Regions from separate parts of the Anas platyrhynchos genome. Here region 2 is linked to region 1. Evidence: chromatin contacts called from public Hi-C data. All regions are on one chromosome and are shown on one strand. Each heading gives the region's core, a stretch centred on a gene start, on an enhancer-like site or on the middle of the called end of the contact. The rest is flanking DNA. Distances are from core to core; before and after follow the strand shown.

The links. A called contact is a pair of places that touch in the nucleus more often than the background predicts.
Region 2: a contact with region 1 is called in a Hi-C map of liver, with 1.7 times the contacts expected there. The contact joins the enhancer-like site here to the promoter of MED14 in region 1. A contact is called at or near these places in 4 of 8 Hi-C or Micro-C datasets (F5 follicle, liver, small yellow follicle and 1 more).

The regions. Positions count from the first base shown.
Region 1 is chr1:122,855,025-122,860,691 of IASCAAS_PekinDuck_T2T, reverse strand. MED14 (mediator complex subunit 14) reads left to right here and starts at 3,523. Exons shown (of 31, transcript XM_027449005.3): 1 at 3,523-3,817; 2 at 5,464-5,490. The coding sequence starts at 3,636.
Region 2 is chr1:122,905,447-122,911,113 of IASCAAS_PekinDuck_T2T, reverse strand. No RefSeq gene overlaps it. Among named protein-coding and RNA genes, the nearest start is that of USP9X, 26 kb to the left of the region's middle. Within about 2 kb of position 2,938, at least 7 of the 8 cell types and tissues checked have an H3K27ac peak or open chromatin away from gene starts, as enhancers often do. A contact at or near this core is called in F5 follicle, small yellow follicle and subcutaneous adipose tissue, where this site is marked.

The DNA.
Region 1 (5,667 bases), core at 2,274-4,773:
GCTGCATCTAGGCAAGGGCTGTAGGCGAGCCAGCTACGCTGGTGACAGCAGGAGGAAAACCACACCTAAGAAAGAAAGGCACATGAGCACGTGAACACAGTCATCCTTCTCCTCCCCACAAATGGGCACTGTCTCTCTCTTAGCAAAAAAAGCAACAGGAGAGCACAACAGCAATACTGGACTGTTAAAATTTCACTGCTTTTAAATTATTCAGTGGCAGATTCAGAAGTTTTAGTAAGCTATCATGATCACAGTAACAAGGCACTACAGAAACAGACCAACTACAGTTGATTAACTATAAACAGAAAAATAAACTACACCTGTCAAATGAAATCAGATTATATTTTATGCCGTGTTATCCTCTTACACTTGCTAACTGCAAAATTCTTTAATTCCCAATCAGTCTTCCAAGATACATATTACTGTACCAAAGAATGCAATTTGGATTAATTTTCGTCCCTTTTCATTGCTTCTGCTCGACTATTCTGCTTAAATATTGTATTGGGAGTCCATTTTTTTATCTGGAGAACTGCATCTAGAGAATGCTATTTGTCTTGAAGTATTAAGACACTTTGCTATGTACCTGCAGATATGACTGCAGGCCTGATCCGCAGCCCACAGCTGCAGTCCACAACCAGATACACCGTTTTCCACTCGTGCAATTAAATGTTAAGAAATTGAGTATCTGTGAGATTGCAGGAGCTTTGTTGTCCTTTTTTAGAACTTGATTAAATCCAAAACTCCGTTCATCAACCTTAGGGAAAATGGTAGATTATGCAGAGGTTATCTACAATCTCCCTAACAGCTGTACAATTCATCAAGTCTTTATCACAACACGGTGTGGAGTTTTCTCTGCCACAAAAATCCTGGTACCTTTACAGTAACCCCAACAGCCCCTGCTTTCTCCCTCCTATAGTTTTGCCTTTGCCACCCCAAAAGAGTTGTGAAACCTATTTCCACATTCTTTAAGGCAGGGTTTTTAAGTTTAGATACAATGCTCATTCTTCTTAGAAGTGGTTGCAGAAAGGGTGTGAGCGCTGCCAACCTCAGAGAGGCAACAAAAAGCAAAACCACATATACACATACGTATGTTTCTTTTCTCATGAGTACTATGTAGGCCAGTCACTCGACTTTTGAGCTCCTAATATTCATCTCCAGTTTACTGTCAAAACAACAAACCTTGCGGAGTCTCCCAACAGCACCATTGTTGTCTGCCCACAAGCATAAGCCTTGAGCTTCAAGTCCTTCAAAACAGTATCAAGGGCTTCTTTCCTCGGCAGCCACGTGAGAGGAGAGCTCAGCGTGATCCCTGCAGCAGCTCTGCTGAACCTTCTCCTCTCCAAGGTAAATGGAAAAAGGCAGCCTCCTTCAGCCTCTCTCCAGCAAAGCTGGAGAATTCACCAGGGCTATAGGAACAGCTCTAACAGGGGCAAAGTCAGATCCCATCACGAGTTTCCACCTGCCTCATCAAAAAGTCTCAGCCTGCACCACTAAAATCAATGGGAATTTTATTCTGGACTAAATTGTAAGAGAAGAGATGGGAAGAAAGAGAAAGAACAATTAAAAAAAATAGCCTATATTTCTAAGGTATAGGCCTTATAATATACAGTCTAATCACATTCCAGTGCATGTTGAAGTTGGCATTTTCTTCAGTAATACAACAAGTTGGCCATAAAATGGGTACATGGTATTTATTCATGCACAGAGAGGGGAAAAATGCTTTTCATACATTTGGAAAAACACATCTTTGCAAGAACTTTCAATACACACCAAGGAAAACACACTTGTTTGGATCACAATATAATCCTGATAGTATTCATCATTCCATCCTTTGTAATTTTAACAGCACAAAGCAGGCATTTCTTTTACCTGTGCTGGGGGGTAAAGGAGGAGTAAAATGTAGCTCTGAATATATTTTAAGGGTTTTAGGAGTAAAAAATTCCCAAACAACCAGCAGTGCCCACCTGCCAGTCTAAGGATTGTACATCTGTCTCACTTCCACTGAAGCAGTCTACAGAATTATTTTTTGCAGAGCACAGCACCAAGTAATGGGGCTGGCACAGCTCAGCATTGTAGCAATCCAGCCCCTTCCTAACCCACACTCTACTCTGCTCCAGGTGGATGCACAGGATGGAGAGCCAGACTGCTTTGCTCAACGTACTGCCTCGATGAGTGGCTGAGGGAGCTGGGGGTGTTTAGTCTGGAGGAGGCTCAGGGGAGACCTTACTGCTCTCTACAGCTACCTGAAAGGAAGGTGTGGGGAGCTAGGGGGTCAGCCTCTTCTCACAGGTAACTGGTGATAGGACTAGAGGGAATGGCCTCAAGTTGTGCCAGGGAGGTTCAGGTTGGAAATGAGGAGACATTTCTGCTCAGAAAGAGCAGTCAGGCACTGGGACGGGTTGCCCAGGGAGGTGGTGGAGTCAAACACTCCTGAACATCCCTGGGGGTGTTCAAGGAGAGATTGGACGTGGTGCTTGAGGACAGGGCTTAGTGGGTGATACTGGTGGTAGGGGGTGGTTGGACCAGATGATCTTGGAGGTCTCTTCCAACATTAACGATTCTGTGATTCCACAGTGGTTATGGCAGAGAGGCAAAGCCGCTCCTCGTCAGCCGGCAACAGGCTCGCAACCTGGCACAGTGAGCACTCCCTGCAGGAACACAACTTACTCTCCTCGCTCCTGGCACAGATACATATTTATTTAACTGTTGATTACACATTTCTCACGTTAGAAAAAAACAAAAATACAAAAAAAAAAAAACCTTTGCTTTTTATTGCTTTATTCCTCTTGGAAAGAGATAAGCCAGAAGAGATGTTTTAAAAGTCTGCATTTCAAAAAACAAGTAGAACTTCTTTTAAAAAACTTGGAGAAGTGGTAGCGTTTTGCTATCTGTTGCAGGTTTGGGTTATTTATAGCCTATATTACGTCTACTTTGGGGAACTCTTTGTAGTCACCCGGCACGAATTTACGGTTTAACACTCGAGCGAGCCGTTAACGAACACCTCCCAGGGATTTACACCGCTCCCCTCCTCACCCCCACGTCATTTCTTTATCCTTTATATACTTTTTATATATTTCTTTATACAAAAAAAAAAAACAACAAACAGTTGCTGGAGAAGCCAAAAACACCCCGAGGCGCCTCAGAAAGGCTTCCCCCCGCTGCGCACGGACACCCGTAGCAGCCCGGCTGCCCCTCTCCCCACACAGCCTCCACAGGGGCTCTGCGCGGCGCCATTTCCCCCTCAGGCGGCCCCGCCCCAACGGCTCGGCGCGAGCTCCCCTCAACGGCCACCGCCAACGGCCGCGAGCACCCTCCCCCCTCAGGCCCCGCCCCCTCCCTGAGGCCCCGCCCCCTTGTGCGAGGCCACGCCCCCCCCCCCGCGGAGTCGCCGCCGCCGCCGCCGGCCGTGCCGCCGCAGTTCTCTTTCCGGTCCGCCCCGGCCCCTCGCTTCCGGTTCCGTGCCGCCAAGATGGCGGCGGCCCCTGCGCCCGGCGGGCCCTGAGCGCCGCCCGCCCCGCTCCGCTTCCCCCCTCCCGCCTCCGCCACCCCCCGGCTCTCCCCGGTTCCTCGCTCCCCGGGCTGCCGAGATCGCTCCTGCCCGGGCTTGAGGCGCTGCTGCCGCCACCGCCGCCGCCATGGCGCCGGTGCAGCTGGAGAGCAACCAGCTGGTGCCGGCCGGCGGGGGCCCCGCCTCAGCACCGGCCCCGCCGGCCCCCGGCGCCGTGACAGCCGCCGCCAGCCCCGGCTACCGCCTCAGCACCCTCATCGACTTCCTGCTGCACCGCACCTACGCCGAGCTCACCGTGCTGGCAGACCTGTGAGTGACCCCTCCCCTCCCTCCCCGCCTTGTTGTGGCCCGGCCCCGGGGGGCTCCGGGGCTCCTCGGCCACCCCCGGAGGTGCCCGGTTCGTGGGGCGCTGCCTCGCACCGGGACAGCCCCAGAAAGCCCAGCTGTGGGGTTGCTGCTGATGTCCAACTGCACGAAATGCACGCAGCTAAGGCGTTAACTAAGGCATTAATTAATCCGTTTTCGGGTGCTGCAGCTCTTGGAGTTGCTCAAGCACTCCTTAAAAACACCATTTGGCTGTTTGGGAGGAAAAGAAAATATTTATGTTTGCTTGGCTGTCTGTTCTGCTAACGTTGTTGCGTTTGAAGTGGCAAAACAAAGGAATGTTTTTGGGCCAAGGGAAACTTCCCTGAAAGCGTTCTGATAGCGAGCGAGCCTCTTTCTCTTTTAGCCTGCTGAACTTTAGAGATTCCTGTGAGGTTTGTGTATGTTTTAAGATGTGACACACAGAACAAAATAGAGACAAAAACACATATACCTCTTATACAACACAGTACCTGGCGAGCGTGCAAACTTGGGGTTAAGACTGTCCAAACTCTAGAAAGGACAAGGACTTTTAGTTTGCTATGCAAAGCTTCCAGAATTTACTCAGTATCTTTCCTGTATGCTTGCGGTATCTGCAGGCAGCAATTGATTCTGTGCACGTTCTTGTAGGAGCGTGTGCCTCTGATGTCTTCTGTGCTTGTTTGATGGTGTGGAACTGGTTCTTTTGACTTGAGTGTAATTAAGGTACAAAGTAAATTAGCTTGAAAAACACATGGAGACTGCTTTCAGCACTTTGATTCACCAGGTAGTTTATAAGCTATGCGATGTCTCCTCCAAAAGTGGAATGAGCTAGAATTTTCTGCTGTATTTCCCTGTAAAGTGTGGATTTGGCTAATAAAGAGCTTGTCTGGGAAGTATTCTTCCTTCCAACAAAATGAGTTCTTGCTCCTTTACCAGCATCAGCCTAGTCCTGGAATGAAAACTACGTGAAATGAGGTGCCTGTAACGCCTCTTGAACACTGATTTACAGGGTGACAGTCTTCTTTCTGCATCAGTATCTGTCATACAGATAGCTTAGAAAGCTCCGCAGTATGGCGCTTCTTCCCGTCTAGACTGCTGAAAGAGAAACTCACTTCAGGCGAGTCAGTAAACAGCCAAATTTAACACCTGCTGTAGATGATCTAGGATTGCTACTATGAATTAATTAACGCTCGTCACGGATGCTTACTAAGAATCATAAATTGCGAAGCGCAGGTAGTGGTACTGTACGTGTGGCTCTCCTGGTTTAGCAGAAACCTTCGGATTTTAATGTTCTTCAAGCTTTTAAATTCATTTGGTCAGTTCCAGCTTAACTGGTGCAGGGTCCCATCAGGTATCAGCACACACCTGATTCTCCCTGCTCCCCACCCCCTACTGCCTAAACTAGACCATTTTCTAGAGATGTCAAATGTGCAATTTCATTGTATTTAGGAAACATTTGCAACTGTAGAAACTTTGAAATGCTCTTTGTAGGTATGTGTAAGTTCTTCATGCGCTTAGTTGAAGGTTACTAACGATTTCTCATAGTGGTATGACATGGAATGGAACAATATGTAATATGCTTTTTTTTTTTTTCCCTTTTTTTAATGCAGATTACCAAGAAAGACTGATATGGAAAGGTGAGTTATGATAAGACAGTCTGTAATGCCTATTAAAATATACAGCTTTGTTTAGGATGTTAAGAATTGTTTCAATAGACTGTTTTTCTCCTAATTTTATATTTTATACAAGAAAATAAGCCTTCATTGTCTTGCTGTCACCACATAGCTTCAAGATTTTCCTCAGCATCAATGACA
Region 2 (5,667 bases), core at 1,689-4,188, 51 kb before region 1:
AAATGCCATGAAGATTATCTACACGAAGGGCAAGAAGAAAAGTACCGAAGATACTGAAGAGAGGAAAGTGACTATGCTACAATCTTACATGTTTATTTTTAGCTGTATTTCCCCCCTCCAAAACAATCATGCTGATCTGTGAGTTTCTTCCACTGCAGCTTTATGATTATGTTTACGTTTTTGTTCAAATCTATCATTAGGCATCACTGTGGTCCAGGGTATTGCAACAGAACAATCAATGCATGTACTCGACGTGCTTCTCCAAAATTCTTGATATTAGCTATTGTACTCTGTTGGTTCCAGAAAACAACGTTACTTCGACTCAGAATCAAAGGCATTATTTTTTTTTTTTTTTTTTTAAAAAAAGAAAAGCAAACAAACCCCTACTCATACACAACTTAGATTTTGCTGAAATAAGTGTGTTACTTGAACAGGAACATTTATGTTGGCGAGTCCAGGCAATTTCTCAAAGTAGAACCTTAAAAGACCAAGAAAAAGTTAGCTGCCTACAGATTTCAGTCACCCCTAATAGTCCTTACTGTCACTTGAATTCCATAATTGATACAGGTCAAATGTCCAAAAACCCATCACTGGGCCCTTCCTAAACATAACAACTTCAACATCCATTTGTTGGGCATTTGAGAAGCCTGCTGGAAAATGCAGATTACCTGGTCCAGCTGTCATAACAAGTATTGCTACTTGTATACTGAAGAAACCATCTTAATATCTAAATTCAAAAGCTTTCCAAAAAAAAAAAAAAAAAAAAAAACAACAAAAAAAACAGGCCCCAGTTCTGTAACTAGGTCAGCAAAAGTGGGCCTTGTGCTAGCTTTGATCCTGTGACTTCAGAGAGGTCTTTGGGCCGATACAAACGTCCAATACGAATACAACTGCAGAGCTGTGAATGTAAAGCAGGTTGTACAGACAACACGAGGGCAGCTGAGCCTGGGAGTCCCTTGAATATTTAATTAGAAGAATTATTTTCCAAAAGATTTTTTTTTCCCTGCACAGCTGCGTATCGCCGCACACCTCCAAAACACTCTAGCGAACTTCTGAAGGAGCAAGCTGAAAATCAAACATGGCATCTTGAAGTCCACCTCGACTCTTTTACAAAGAAAACCAGTTCAGACTGAAACGAATGGTTTTGCCAGACTGTTCCCTCGGCAGCCAAACAACGGTGCACGAAGCGGGTCGGCACACGTTAGCGGGGCGATTACCAACACAGGCAGGAACCGGCGATCCATCCTACCGGCAAAACCCTCGCTTTTCTCGAGGACAATAACAGCGAACGGTTGTGGCACCTCGGATTTGGGGGTGGGGAGAGGCTGGTTTCCCCAGAATAAATCGGGGGAGCCGCTTTATTATGGACAGCCACGGAGGGGGGCTTTTTTTTTTCGTGCATCGACAACGGGCTAAGCTGGAAGCCGAGGCTAGAGGAGTGGCCTCCGTGTTAATAATGTTTACAGCGGGTGTGAGCGAGGGTTTTTCATTGAGAGCAGAGCCCGGGCGGCTCGGCAGGGCCTGCTCTCCAGGCGTCGCCCGGGCCTAGGCGGCTCCAATCACTCCACCTCAGTAATGGCGTTCGCTGCGGAGCCCAGCCAGACCCGGGGGCTGCCCAGCGGGGCGGGCGGGCGGGCGGGCAGCCCCCGGCCCTCCAGCGGCTGCCTCTGGGGGCTCGGCCGGTGAGGAGGAGGAGGAGAGGGAGGAGGGGGGGAAAAAGAAGAAGAAGGAGGAGGAGGAGGAGGAGGAACGGGGCGGGGGGCGCCGCCGTTGGAGGCTGAGGCCGAGGCTGAGCAGCCGTCAGCCATTTTCCCTTGCCCTCCAAAACACCGGCGGCGCGGGGCCTGCCGCCCGGCATCGCCCCCTCCTCCTCCTCCTTCTCCCTTCTCCCTCCTCCTCCTCCTCGCTGCACCCCGTCCCCGGGGAGCTCCCCACACGCAGCTCCCGGCCCCACCCGGCCCCGGCCCCGGTCCCGGCCCGGTCTCGCCGCCACTCACCCCCGCACGGCGTCGTCCCCTCCTGGTCCCGCGGCTGCCGCTGCCACAGCCCGGAGCCCCGCCGCCCGCTGCTGCTGCTGCTGGCGGAGCGCGGCCGGCGCCTGCCTCATCCCCGGCGGCCGCCGGGGCTCATGGCAGGCCCCGCGCTGCCGGCTCGGGCGACGAGGGGGGCGGCTCCGCTCCGCCGGGAGAGAAAGGCGAGGAGAAGGCGAGGGAAGGAGGAGGAGGAGGAGGAGAGGGGCCAAGCCGCTGCGGCTCCCGGCTGCGCTCCGTCCCCGCGGCTCGGCTCGGCTGGGCTCGGGCGTTTTTCCTGCGTCACCAGCTCCTGCCCGGCCGCCCTGCGCTGCGCTCCGGCTGCCGACGGGGCTCGGCCGGGGCCTGCGCGCTCCGCTCCGCCCCGTCCGGGCACCGCGGCCACGGGGGGGGATGGAGGAGGAGGAGGAGGAGGAGGAGGAGGAGGAGGAGGGGGCAGCCGCGCCGCTCGCCTCGGGGGCCCGGGGCTCGGCTGGGCTGGGCGGGGGCGGGCAGGAAGGAAGGCGGCGGCGGCGGCGGAGGAGAGCGCCGGGCGCTGACGGCTCCGAGGAGGAGATGGGGAGGGAGGGACGGGGGTGAGGGGGGGGAAAGGAGGGAGGGAGGCGGCGGCGGCTCCTCAGTCTCGCGGGGCCCTGCACAAGATGGCGGCCCCGGTGGCGGCGGCGGCGGCGCGGCCCTCGCACACTCCTCACACGCTTTTACACACGCACACGCGAGGGAGAGACACGCGTGTAACGGGTTTTGTGAATTTTATTTATTATTTTATTTATTTTTATTTTTTGGAGCGGGGGGGGTTGGGGGCGTGTCACGCGCGCCGCCGTTTCACGCCGGTTGGGCCCGCGCGGGTTCCATTGTGGCCCGCCGGCACGGCCGCCGGGTGACGTCACGCGGCCGCGGCCCCGCCTCCCGCTCCGCCTCAGGGGCGTGAGGAAATGGCCGCCGGGCAGCCCCGCGGCGACGCGCTCCGTCCCGCACGGTCTCGCCTCACCTCAAGCGGCGCCTAACGCCTCGTTTTTGTGCTTTTTCTTCATCTTTTGGCCCTTTTCTCTGTTTTCACGTTAAAAAAAAAGAAGTGTAACTCGGAAGCAGGCGGTGGTGCCTGCCGTTATTCCCCGTTCCAATAAAGTTAGACTCAGGCTGCTTGTTGGTCACGGGGATTATTCGGGGAGGGAGCCTGCAGCACGTCTTTCCTCACCGATAATAAAGCCATAACCGTGGTGAAAATCTGTGTACGCCTGTTCATTTCAGAAATATGTTTAATCATGGAAACAGCAGCCCTTTTATCTCACCAATTTCCATGCCTATGGTTGCGTTAGCCTGGCCTCCTTGCTCCTTTTTTTTGTGCCTTACCAGTTGGGTTTTCCCTCCTATTTCCAATTTATCCAGTTTATCCTCCTAGGAAGCGTTTAAAGTTTCTGCAGCCATAATGCATATAACTTTCTTGCCTCAGTTCTCTCTCCCTGGAGCCCTTGACTCTTTCTGACGACTTACAGGGGCACAAGTGCACCTCAGACAATTTTGGTTGTATATCGTTTGACGGTTCTCAGTCCTTAAAAAATAAACCGCTCTGTTTATTGATGTTCCTTTCTTTTTATTGTTAGTTAGACCCCTTTTTTTAACGGCATGCCAAATATTATGTGCCTTCTCACTATTATGGCTTTTTTGGCAGAGCCAAATAGTGACACATCAGTGGGGTTTTATAATATGGGCAATTGTCCACCAAGAAATTGACTGTCGGTTCACATAAAAGTCAACAAAAAGGGAGAGGGAGATGAACAACATTTCCAGAAACAATACTGGTGCAACTTGTAGCAAATATTCCCTCTTGTAAAGAAGTTTTTTTGTTTGTTTGTTTGTTTGTTTTCAGCCAAGAGGAAGAGTAGAAGCTTTGTTTAATTTAATTGAAACCTTAGATCTGGAACAAACTTAAGAATTGATTCCTCTTCAGCTTTCTGGGACCTTTGGTGGTATTTTTCTTATTTTAGATTCTACTTTATGTACAGTTTGCAGAACAGTATTACAGTCATGTAAAGAGATATAAGAGAAATGTTGCATTTGTGTGCAGGGAGAAAAATAAGACACGCCATTATGCCATGTTTATTCTCTTAACTTTTATATTTGACCTCCTTCCTGTTTTAAAAGTACATTCTAAAGTGCTTTGAGAGAGCAGCCGTTGCTTGTAGCCGTGCTAATCAAAGGTCACGATAGGCTGAAGTAGTACAGCTATTTATGGCACCAAATAAAAGAAGATATTGGGACGGCGATGGCACTTTGTGGTTGCTAAACAAGCAAAGCCTGCACCAGACCTCTGGCTGGGGAACCCTCTCCGTTCTCCTGAACCAAAACTTGTGCCTGTCCCTGCTCACTTGGATCCCAGAGCTCTCTGAGGGGATCGCCTTGGCTCAGCTTGTATGGCACTGTTTGGCCTCTGGAAAGAATTCTCACATTTTCTCTCTCTTTTTTTTTTTAATTATTATTATTTTTTTCTTTTCCTCCTGGAACTGCAAATCCATGTCACAATTTTATCTCTGCAGCAGATATGGAAACAAAAAGCTACGCGTTAGAGGAAATTGCTGATTAGAGAATCCATGGCATGAAGGCAGAAGTCAGTAGGCACGTGCAAAACTCACTGATTGTTCTCAAAGAGGTGTCCACGCAGAGAACTATGCCAGAAAAATGCATCCCTCAGTAGTCGCTCTGGTTACTTTCCCTGTGTACACAACCTTTGGTATGGTTAGAAATGCTTTTGCAACATTTTTAGTTCAGTGGGTGAACATGGGGAATTGAAGCATTTCCCTGCAGGCTTTCCAGCTCAGGCATTGCAATCAGCCTTATCAAATAAAAAGTGAAACTGGTCGCAGGCAGGCTGATTGTGTTCATCATTGACTAAACCAAAAGAAATGTAGAAGGAAACAGAGAAGGAATGAGTCAGAATTTAGAAAATGTCTCTCTTAATAGGTGCATTTATCCCCATTTCTTAATACTGTGCCAAAAATAAAATTCAGGATCTAAATATATGGAAGTAAAGTTGCTCACCCAGAGTAATGCTAAGGAGCTTTGCAACCCAGGAGCATAAAAGAATAAAAACCTACAAGAGAAAGCAGATTGTTACCATGGACCAATAAAACATCATTTTTTTTCTTCCGGTTCAGCCCCCTAGGCACTGTACTATGTAATATCCACTGACGTTCAGAAAGCAAAGTAGGCAGTGCAGCAGACAAGGAAATAAAACGCCGCTTGAAAACCAAACAAGTCACTGCCTGGACATTAAGATCTGTTTTAGGGGATCGCATCAAGGATCAATCTTTGCAACATTTTCGGTATTTTTGGGCCCAATCCAACAAATCACTTAAGCACATGAGTAGCGCTGTTGGTTTACATAATTTTTTCATTGACTTATTTAAGCCTGCATGAAAGCACCAGTAAGGAAAATAATAGCTCGTGCTTGCCCAAGTCTTTGGTTTATGCAGCATATATTTTATATAGCATTTTGGCACTAATGACGTGTGGATGTGTGTCGTTTGGTATGACAGAGAATTGTAGGATATCTCCCCTTTCAGAAAAGAACTTCTATTTTTCACAAGTACCATTTCCCGTGCAGAAACATTATCATATCACAGAGGTGAAGAGAACACTA